3 separate regions of the Mus musculus genome follow, and all the other regions are linked to region 3. Evidence: chromatin contacts called from public Hi-C and HiChIP or PLAC-seq data. All regions are on one chromosome and are shown on one strand. The core of a region is the stretch at or near the end of the contact, and the rest is flanking DNA. Distances in the headings are between cores, read along the strand shown. Region 1 overlaps Rhbdd1 (rhomboid domain containing 1). Region 2 has its middle 68 kb from the start of Mir6344. Region 3 holds the start of Irs1 (insulin receptor substrate 1).

Region 1 (3,255 bases), core at 616-3,115, 68 kb before region 3:
TCAAGGCATTACTGCTGCTGCGTTCATCCCACAGTGTGCCCTCTTTGGTGAGATGCAGTGCAAAGGCTCATGCGTGGGGTATAGTAAGGGTCGTTCTGCACGAATGGGGAGAACACATGTAAAGGAGTCCGCTGAAACAGTGGATGCAGAGGTCAGAGCACAGCTCCTCACTTTAGAACCCCACTTCTAAGTATGGTCTCTTTTCAAGAGCTCTTTAACAGCCACATGCAGAATGTTGTTAGCTGATAATTTCCAAAGGATCCCACAACTGATATGCTACCAGAAAACCTTTGTACGCTCTGACTGGCCTGGGCTTCACCATCAGGCATTCCACCAGCACCCATAAAATGACAGCACACAGACGCTAACGTGGCAGCGGGGCATTTTCTGGGTCACCTCTCAATAAGCTGCAGTCTGAAGACAATCACCGTCCCACTTTACAGATAAGCAACTAAATTTGGAATGTTTCTGAGCCCAGCGCCCCTGGCAGTGAGAAGCAAAAACTGGGTGTGGCGCTCAGTTCAGGGACCTAGAAAGGTGAAAACTGACTAGTAAATCCATGCCTGGAGGCTAAGGAAATGCCCTTCGCAGCCTTGGATGGATTTGCAGGTTCCTGGGAAACTTTAATTTGGATTCATAGTTTGCACAGAGGAACAAGAAAGCAACCACAGTGATGACAATCAGCCACAAAACCGTTCATGTAGCTCAAGCCTAACGATATCATACACAGGTTTGAACCAGAAAACACTTCCAAAACATAATCTATGCTGCTGATCTGCAGTGTTCAGCGAAGCATTTCAAAAACAAAAACAAAAACCAAAAACAATGCAGGACTTCTTCAACTCCTCTTTGATAGGGTGTCTTCAATCACTATCACTATTTTCTATACCTGTTTCTGCCTTTTCTCTGTTAGGTCTTAGCCTAACCTTAGAAACAATTACATAAAAACAACAACAACAACAACAACAACAACAAAAACCTAAGAAATCCAGATCAAAAGGGTGCTGGGGCCAGTCATTAAAATGAGCTCTGAGAATGCCCTTGAGCTATGTGTAGCCAGTAAGGAAGAAACCCCCCCAACCTCCCCCCCCCCCCATTCACCAGCCCAGCATCTCCCACTGGGTGGCAGTAGCTTAGGGTCCATGTGACAAAGAGGTGGAGCACTGTGGAGTGTCACTGCACAGTGTGTGCTAAATAGTCCATGATCAGTGAGCTCCAAGCACCTGATGGCTCTCATATGCAGTGTACTCTCAGAGACAGCAGGGTAGAATTTATAGATTTGGGTGTGTTTCTCACAGTTAGTTTCTTAGGGCAAACCCTTAAAGTTAACTGTAGGTACCAATGCTTCAGGTTTTCAGCACCGTGTTTGAAGACCAGTGCATTCCGCTTCACTCTACCGACCAAATTTCTCTGTGGGTTTCAGTCACTTCCCAAGCCCGAGAAACACACATGAAATATTCCATTATGAAAGCCACTTAACTCCTCAGAGATATGCAGATCAGAGAGAGGTCCAGTCACTCCCATTCTTATCCCCAGAAAACACCCACGCCAGTCACAAGCAGGAAGCTCCAGAGAAAAAAACCGCTTGGCCTTCAGAAAATCATAGTGCTTTGCTACGCTCTGCCAGGAGGGATGTGCGGTATTAAACTTTCCACCTAAGAGTTTTCACAGGAGGAAAAAAAAAAAAAAGGCTTTCTTTGTCACACCTTAAAAAAAGAAATGGGACAGGAAGAGCAAGAGAAGGGTGACTAATGATCCAATGATACATGTGGCTAGAACTCCCCGTGACTCTTGAGCGCCGCTTTCCCACTGCTGTTCAGCGCTTGAACACAGGAGCGACTTTGATTAGCTCCTTTCCAGTGGAGTTCTGCCACTAAGGGAGAGCTGGCGAGCACCGAGCAATCTATTGCTCACTCCCAAGTCCACTATCTCCCGTGTCTACTCGGTCGGCACTTCTGAAGCAGCAGCGCTCAGGGGAAGCAGAGGAGAGGCTGCCACCACAGCAGAGCCATCCTGTCAGACAAAGCAGGCAGGACCTGCTGTCAGGAAGCTAGCTAGCACTCTGTACTGTTCAGTATCTGTTGGGATAACTGCACCACAATTCTTTAATGGGAAAGCGCGAGCAGCAACAACAAAAGTCCATTCACACTGGTTACTGGAACCTGATGGATGGAAGGCAGAGTCCATTTTTAATTCATGGCACCTTCCTGTTTATGTAATACAAAAGAGGACTCCAAGTTTTTAAAGTCATTTTCAGCTGCCTGCATAGTGCTGAATTATTTAAAACTCATTTCACACACACACACACACACACACACCTCTGACAGTTTTTAAAATACTGTTTGACAAGAGCATTTCAGCATCTATAAAAGTGTGTGCTGCGAGAGCAGGTTCTGGGCACACTGTCTTTCATTAGCAAGTCCGAGTTATTTTTACCCGTGGTGGATCACACCTCACAATGCTGCTTTAGAGAAATGAGGAAAAGGAAGCCCCTGCCCAGAGTTCAAGTCCCTCAGTATCTATTTATACCACCTTCTAAGTGAGAGTAACTGGTTCATCAAAGTCCAGAAGGTAGGTAGCCTGGGCAACCCTCCCTGGAAGGGTACAGAGCCATGAACTCCCAACCGACACCAGGACTGAGTGTTCTCTAAGACCTCACTGAATAAAACCCAAAACTCTGAAGAAACCTAGGGATCTGGTTGAAAACAACAATTTCACCACATCAGGGAAACGCCAGGGTCTCGAAAAATTATATTCTAGCCTTTGAATCATGAAAACTCGGGCTTTTTCTTTACAAGAAAGAAAAAAAAAAAGAGGTTTGAGTAATAGGTATCTAAGTGTTTTTAAACAGTGTGAGATGTCTTAAAGCAGCAAACCGTATTCTCCCACAAAAATACAGCCCTAAGATGACCAGTCTCCTCCCTGTCTAGAGTGACAGCTTGGCCTTCAAAACTATTTACTGAAGTTTTCTTTCTACTTTCTTTTTAAAAGACTTTTTGTTTTACTGTTTTGCTTGCATCTCTGAGTATGTACTATGTGCATGTCTGATGCCTGTGCAGGTTAGAAGGCCAGACTGGATCCCCTGCAACTGGTGTTACAGATGGTTGTAAGCCACCATGTGGGTTCTAGAAACTGAACTTGAGTCCTTGGGAAGGGCAACAAGTGCTTTTAACACTGGACCACCTCTGCAGGCCTCACCCACCTTATTTTCTTGATAAAAGTCTGCCACAGGTTTGTCCACTTGATTAATCTCTT
Region 2 (3,368 bases), core at 134-2,633, 91 kb after region 3:
ATGGGGTGCGGGGGTGGGTAGGGACCAATGAGTGAGGGTGGTGGAAAGAAGAAAGGAAGATGTCAGAGCTCATGATGAGCCTTGAAAGGGGAATTCAGGCTAGTGAATAAGAAAAATTATGTCCATTCATAGAGCCGCTGTTCCCACGAGTAGGATCGTGGCTTGGGTATTTACATAAATGACTTATACTATTCGTTTCGACAAATTTTTCAGATGGCAAAATGGAAGTGTAGAAGGTACTCAACCCCTTAAGATGTGTGTCCACTCCCCTCAAAACAGAAAAAAAAAAAGCCTGGAGATCCACAAAAAGTTGTCCACCTAGCAGAGCACCCCCTGTCTTACCCCACCCTCCCCCGCCCGCCCCGCTGTAATACTCCTCAAGCTAACTGGAGAAGCAGGTACAGACCAAGAGATGTGTGTCAAGACTCTGGATCCTTTTGAGACAGATGAGAAGAGGCGCCGAGGAAGGGTTGGATGGGTTACTGGCGCTCCCACCAGAGAGGTTTTGAAAATGAGTTACAGTTGGTCAGGAGGGAGAGAGAATTGGTCTCAGGGCAACTGGCTGGCAGCAGGTACTGGGTTTTTCATGGGCTGGGAGTTCCAAGCACACTGAAGACTTTCTGGGCTTCTGTGTTAGTAAAAGAGGAAGCCCTTGAGATAACAGGGGAAGGTTCATCTGGCAGCACTGCTGGGAATGCGCCTGCCCGCCCTGCAGTTTGTGGGATGCGGAAAAGGTATCCCCTTACGTCTTCCAGTTTGCTTCAGTGCATGTTCTCAGAGAGTAAACATATAACACAAGAGCCGTTCAGCTTGTGGTATTTGTTATTTTTGACATTCCTTCCACTTTCTATGAATATTAAAAACGCTTTTGATCTGTCTTAAGCATTTCTTAGTGTTATTGGTTCCTCATTAGGACAGTGTCTTCTAAAGGTCTAATTCATGTGACTTCTTTAATATGAGTAGCTTTCTACTTTCTCTCTCTCTCTCTCTCTCTCTCTCTCTCTCTCTCTCTCTCCCTCGTCTTCTTTTTTCTTTTTCCCTTTTTCTTTTTCTTTTGCCACAGTTCAGTGTGGAGTTATAGTACTATTGAAAGAGAGAGAGAGAAAGAGAGAGAGAGAGAGAGAGAGAGAGAGAGAGAGAGAGAGAGAGAAACGGTTTCCTTGTAGTATATTTATAACTTCCTCTAGATTTAGAGCTTCATGATAGTGGAATAGGAAACTAAATATAACCCATGTTGTTTGTTTTTCCTCAGAGGCCTTTTGGGCCTCAAAAAGAAGGGAGGAGAATGTGAGCTTTGTGGAAAAGGCTTTAGTGTGAATGAGCAGCTGTATGCACCTCAGAGAGACAGTTTGTTGCTAAAAATAGAGGCTCTCTAAGAATAGCAACTCAAAGCATTTAATACCCAGATTCTGCCTGGGCAGAAATAAATTCCAGAGGAGTGTGTGATTAAGGAACGGGACTGCAGAAATCATCAGAGCTGTGGCCTCACAGCTAGGTTTGCATAATGCCACACCAGCCTCAAACAAATGTGCTTGCTACCAGTGCACCAGCCTTTTCTGGTCTCACCACAAAAATTAGGGTTCAGAGTAACAATGAAACCAAAAAGAAAAACAAAACAAAACAAAATACCAACAGTGCACAAAAGGGTATTTTTAGCAAGCTGAGCCAAATTGTTATTGAAATAAAGGAAACCGGGACAGCAAAGTAAGAAAGGCTCAAACAACAAGAAGATGAAGCCTTATGTTGGTGTGTGGTAATAGCTGGCTAAAGCATCCAGGTGGTTCACAACAACTTACCCCCGGCCCGGGGTGGGGGAAGTAGCTCAGTTGCTAAAGTCCTTGATTTGTAGGCATAAGACCTGCGTTTGAAATTTAGAACTCACATTTAGAAATCAGGCAGGGCATGATGTGGAGTCCCCTTGTTGAAGCAGGTAGATCCACTAGGCTCACAGACTAGCCAGTCTAGTCTACTTTATAAGTTCCAGGCGAATGAGGGGCCTGACTGAAAGAAAGCAAGATGAACAGTGCTGACAAATGACGTCCAAGGTTTTTTTTTTTTTTCCTGTCTTACACACACAGACACACCCAGACCCAGACCCAGACACACACACACACACACGTACACACAGATTGGCACACATAACAAAGAAAACTAATGTCTATTTCTGTCTTTTATAAAAGATTAGCTTAAGTTTATTTTTCGTGTATGAGTGCTTGCCTACATGTATATGCACTATTTGTGTTCCTGTGCCCTTAAGGCCAGAAGAGGGCATTGGATACAGATAGTTGTAAGTTGTAGTATCAGTGCTGGGTTCTGAACTCCTGTCCCTTGCAAGAGCAAACAGCTCTTCTAACTCTTCAGCTCCCATTTCTGCATTTTCTCATTTGTTAAATGAAGGTTCCTGGGCTATAATGCCCCATTTCTCTCATTTCTCATCTGTTCAGTTAAGATCTCCAGGGCTGGTATGTACCAATGGTAGAATGACTGCCTACCTTGATGGTTAGCTTTTAGTTGTCAGCTTCACAAGACATTGAATCACCTAGAGAGAGAGAGAGAGTCTTATTGAAAGAGTGTGTTCACTGGGTTGGCCCCTGAGCATGTTTGTGGGGGATTGTCTTCATTGCATCAATCGATGTGGGGGACCTACCCTAAATGTAGGTAGAATGCTCTGGTTGCAGTTCAGATGAAAGGACATGAAGAAGGAAAGCTACCATTTGCTCAGCTGGCCTTCCCACTTGTTGATGAATTCATCTACTCTGTTGCTGCTGCCGCTGATAATGGTGATTCCGATTATGATGATAATTCTTTTACTGACATTAGAATTAACTTCTTTGAACTTCAAACATGGACTGTAGATCAATAGCTCTTCAAGAACATTTCAGGCTCATGGCACCAGATTGAGACTATGAAGACACATAGTCTTGTAGACTGAGCATACAGGGTTCTGGGGCTCTGTGGTATGAGAAAGAAATTGCCAATCTTAGCAAGTCAGTCAGTCTAATAGTTCTCTTTTAGTATCAATTCATTGTATCAGTTCCTTGTATTCATTGTATTCCTGTGAAGAATCTTGACTAATATACCTAGCAAAGGAAAGGCTCTGGGTTCTTGTCTACTCTCCCTGCCCTCCCCCACCCCCACATGCACAGGCACACACGTATGCACATGAACTGAAAGCAAAACAATCTAGAGATCTGCTTTCTGTGATGGGTTCAGATATCTATGGTTTTATTTGATTATTTAACTGACACTTAGAACTAAATTGTGTTCACCCTCCCAAAATGTGTTTAGACCCTAGATCTACCCATGGAATGTTTGCAGAAAGTTGTCTGGGAAACCAGTAGGTTCCCCTGGTGGTGTGAGGGTTGGGT
Region 3 (3,448 bases), core at 205-2,704:
CAACCTGCAGTGCTGGAGAGCGGGAGGCTGAGAGGGTTCCTGGCTTAGGAAAAGAGGTGGAAAACTAGAACCGCCCATGGCTAGAGTAGAATGGCTTTAAGCACTGGGAGCAACGTCACATTTGTAGGTCTTTAATGCCGGTTGGGCTAGACAGGGACACCCTGCTTGATTTATAGGTCATCTTAAAAAGAAAAAGAAAAAAAAAAACTTTGGGGAGCGTCTGCTTGTGGTGAGACTAAGAAATAGGCTTTGCAAAGAGGCTGCTGACCCGTTTTCATCAAGAAGTACCCATTTTCCTGTGCAGCCTAGCCACTTATCCTTGTCTCCCACTTATCCTTGTGGTCAAGGTTAAAAGTGTATAGGGTCGTCTAATGCTCGTGCAAACTATGAAACAAACATCTGCTAACATATACACAGTAAGGGTGTACACTTAGGAACTCTCTGAAGGTCCTTTACATCTTTAAAAAAAATCACAAATAGACTTACGAATGTGATAAGGGGTGCCAGGTTTCCTCCAGCCCCCGCCCCCCACCTTTTGCACTAACTAACCCTTAAGTGTGAATCCCTCTTCACCTGCATGAAGGAAGAGAAATGGTGACTTTTACATTTTATTTCCTTAGTGATCAGCGGCTAATAGTGCCAGGTGTGAGATCCCAGGTCGCGATTCCGAGAGACCCTAACCTAGCCAACAGTCATTGCCCTTGGGCGTCCCTCTCTGTTTCTTCCAGGTGCTTCACCACGGTACGTCCGGAGATTCCAGGTGGAAGACTGGCTCAGAAGTCCTTTAGAAAATCTTACAAAAATGTAGATCTCCCTACCAGGGCCTCTCACCCAGACACCGACATCCAGCTGCCTCCCGGGGGTCGCCTTTACCTGTTGGGTGAGAGCTAGCAGGTCACCCGCGTCCCCTCCGCCCCAGCGCCCCCACCCTCTCGGGGCTCTGCAGCCGCAGTGCACCCCCCCTCTCACTGCCCCCTCCCTCACTCCTGCGTCTTCCCCAGATCCCCCCCTCCCGTTTTCCCAGACTCCCCTCCTGCTTTCCGGTAGCCACCCAAACAAGCCTGCCCTCCCGCCGCGGGGATTCCTACGGGCCGGGGGCGCTCTGGGTGGCACGGGCGTGGGAGACACAGCGCCCCGGGCTCTGCCGGCCACGCAGGGGCGCTGCCCGAGCGCTGCAGCAAAGGGCCAGCGCGGGCGCCTCTGCGGCACGGCCAGGGGGTGGAGAGGGGCGGGCGTGGGGCGGGCTCGGCCCGGAATGTAGAGCGAGCAGGGAGAGGGAGAGAGACCCGGGCTGGAGCCTCCCGGCGGCGGCCAGGCTGCTGAGCGCAGAGGCTCCGTCACGTGTTTTGCTCCTCTGGAGTGAGACGGCGGCGCGGTCTGAAGAGGGCCAGCGCGCGGTGCCAGCCGCCGCAGCCGCCGCTTGTTTTGGTTGGGGCTCTCGGCAACTCTCCGAGGAGGAGGAAGGAGGAGGGAGGAGGAGGAGGGAGGAGAAGGAGGGAGGAGGAGAGAAGTAACTGCAGCGGCTGCGCCTCGGGAGGACCGGGCGTCTTCCCCGATCTCTTCCCAAACCTCCCCCGCTCCCCGCCTCCCTCCCTCGTCCCCTCCCCTCCTCCCTTGCGGACTGGAGCTAGGGGCAGGGATGAGCCTGTCCCTCTGGACCGTCCCCTGCTCCCCCAGCTGCCCAGTAGCGTTGCGCGTGGAAAAGCCACTTTCCCCGCCCGCCGAGATGGGCTCGAGTGCGGGCTGCAGAGGACGCGTCCTCGGGCGGCAGCAGCAGCAGCAGCAGCAGCAACAGCCGCAGCGCCGCGGTCTCTGCGATTGAGCTGGTATTTGGGCGGCTGGTGGCGACGGGGACGGTTGAAGGGTGGGAGGAGGCAGAGGAGGAGGAGGAGAAGGAGGAGGGAGAACCCGGTGCAACGTTGGGACTTGGCAGCCCGCCTCCCCCTGCCCAAGGATATTTAATTTGCCTCGGGAATCGCTACTTCCAGAGGGGAACTCGGGAGGGAAGGCGCGCGCGCCTAGAGAGCCAAGCGGGGACTCCTCGGGCCATCGCTGCCTCCCTACATCGGACTCGACCAGGGGCGGCAAGGGATGCACCATAGCTCCTTCTCTGCTGCAGGGACTGGGGGAGACATAGTCCTCGGAAGATTGCGGCTGCACTCACCCTAGACCCACTGCCCTTCCCTCTGGGCATGAAACGCCCTTAAACTCGGATCAGGCTATCTTCCTTGGCGCAGTTACCTCGTCCTTCGGCTGCCCCTCCCCAGCTCCAGGAACAGCGTGAATTTTGGAGTCAGAATTTCTGCGAGCTTCCTCCAGCCCGGAGTGCATGTGCGGGGCCGCACTGAGAAGCCACCCCTCACCCAGTTTTTCAACACCTCCCTCTGCTCCGCAGCAGCATGGCGAGCCCTCCGGATACCGATGGCTTCTCAGACGTGCGCAAGGTGGGCTACCTGCGCAAGCCCAAGAGTATGCATAAGCGCTTTTTCGTGCTGCGGGCGGCCAGCGAGGCCGGGGGCCCAGCGCGCCTGGAGTATTATGAGAACGAGAAGAAGTGGCGGCACAAGTCGAGCGCCCCCAAACGCTCGATCCCCCTCGAGAGCTGTTTCAACATCAACAAGCGGGCTGACTCCAAGAACAAGCACCTGGTGGCTCTCTACACCCGAGACGAACACTTTGCCATTGCCGCGGATAGCGAGGCTGAGCAAGACAGCTGGTACCAGGCTCTTCTGCAGCTGCATAATCGGGCAAAGGCCCACCATGACGGGGCTGGAGGAGGCTGCGGCGGTAGCTGCAGCGGCAGCTCTGGCGTTGGAGAGGCAGGGGAGGACTTGAGCTATGACACGGGTCCAGGACCCGCGTTCAAGGAGGTCTGGCAGGTTATCCTGAAACCCAAGGGCCTGGGTCAGACAAAGAACCTGATTGGCATCTACCGCCTCTGCCTGACCAGCAAGACCATCAGCTTTGTGAAGCTGAACTCCGAGGCAGCCGCTGTGGTGCTGCAGCTGATGAATATCAGACGCTGTGGCCACTCAGAGAACTTCTTCTTCATCGAGGTGGGGCGTTCCGCTGTGACAGGGCCTGGCGAGTTCTGGATGCAAGTGGATGACTCCGTGGTGGCCCAGAACATGCATGAGACCATTCTAGAGGCAATGAGGGCCATGAGCGATGAGTTTCGCCCTCGCAGCAAAAGCCAGTCTTCATCCAGTTGCTCCAACCCCATCAGCGTTCCCCTGCGCAGGCACCATCTCAACAACCCTCCACCCAGCCAGGTGGGACTGACTCGGAGATCTCGAACTGAGAGCATCACTGCCACCTCCCCTGCCAGTATGGTGGGTGGGAAACCAGGTTCCTTCCGGGTGCGTGCCTCCAGCGATGGCGAAGGCACCATGTCCCGTCCAGCATCAGTGGATGGCAGTCCTGTGAGCCCTAGCACCAACAGGACCCA

Evidence for each region. Hi-C and Micro-C count contacts between places; a contact is called where the count stands out from the background. HiChIP or PLAC-seq counts read pairs in DNA pulled down with a chosen protein or histone mark.
Region 1: a contact with region 3 is called in a Hi-C map of cerebral cortex, with 2.0 times the contacts expected there. The contact joins the enhancer-like site here to the promoter of Irs1 in region 3. A contact is called at or near these places in 6 of 39 promoter capture datasets (the 3T3-L1 cell line, hippocampal neurons, pre-B cells and 2 more), 4 of 484 Hi-C or Micro-C datasets (the HPC-7 cell line, Sertoli cells, cerebral cortex and 1 more) and 3 of 115 datasets of contacts at active chromatin or transcription factors (embryonic stem cells, extraembryonic endoderm stem cells and pancreatic cancer cells).
Region 2: a contact with region 3 is called in an H3K4me3 HiChIP or PLAC-seq map of the 230-238 cell line, with 4 times the contacts expected there. The contact joins the enhancer-like site here to the promoter of Irs1 in region 3. A contact is called at or near these places in 7 of 39 promoter capture datasets (the 3T3-L1 cell line, 3T3-L1-derived adipocytes, the C10 cell line and 2 more), 2 of 15 datasets of contacts at CTCF or cohesin (large pre-B cells and pro-B cells), 17 of 484 Hi-C or Micro-C datasets (the HL-1 cell line, Sertoli cells, cardiomyocytes and 8 more), 8 of 115 datasets of contacts at active chromatin or transcription factors (the 230-238 cell line, cardiomyocytes, embryonic limb bud and 4 more) and 1 of 9 other capture datasets (adipose tissue).

Annotation. Positions count from the first base shown.
Region 1 is chr1:82,357,756-82,361,010 of GRCm38.p6, reverse strand. All of the region lies in intron 3 of Rhbdd1 (rhomboid domain containing 1), which reads right to left. Among named protein-coding and RNA genes, the nearest start is that of Gm46095, 13 kb to the left of the region's middle. Within about 2 kb of position 1,865, at least 59 of the 459 cell types and tissues checked have an H3K27ac peak or open chromatin away from gene starts, as enhancers often do. A contact at or near this core is called in Sertoli cells and cerebral cortex, where this site is marked.
Region 2 is chr1:82,198,141-82,201,508 of GRCm38.p6, reverse strand. No RefSeq gene overlaps it. Among named protein-coding and RNA genes, the nearest start is that of Mir6344, 68 kb to the right of the region's middle. Within about 2 kb of position 1,383, at least 67 of the 459 cell types and tissues checked have an H3K27ac peak or open chromatin away from gene starts, as enhancers often do. A contact at or near this core is called in the 230-238 cell line, Sertoli cells, adipose tissue and 8 more, where this site is marked.
Region 3 is chr1:82,289,445-82,292,892 of GRCm38.p6, reverse strand. Irs1 (insulin receptor substrate 1) reads left to right here and starts at 1,454. Exons shown (of 2, transcript NM_010570.4): 1 at 1,454-3,448. The coding sequence starts at 2,400.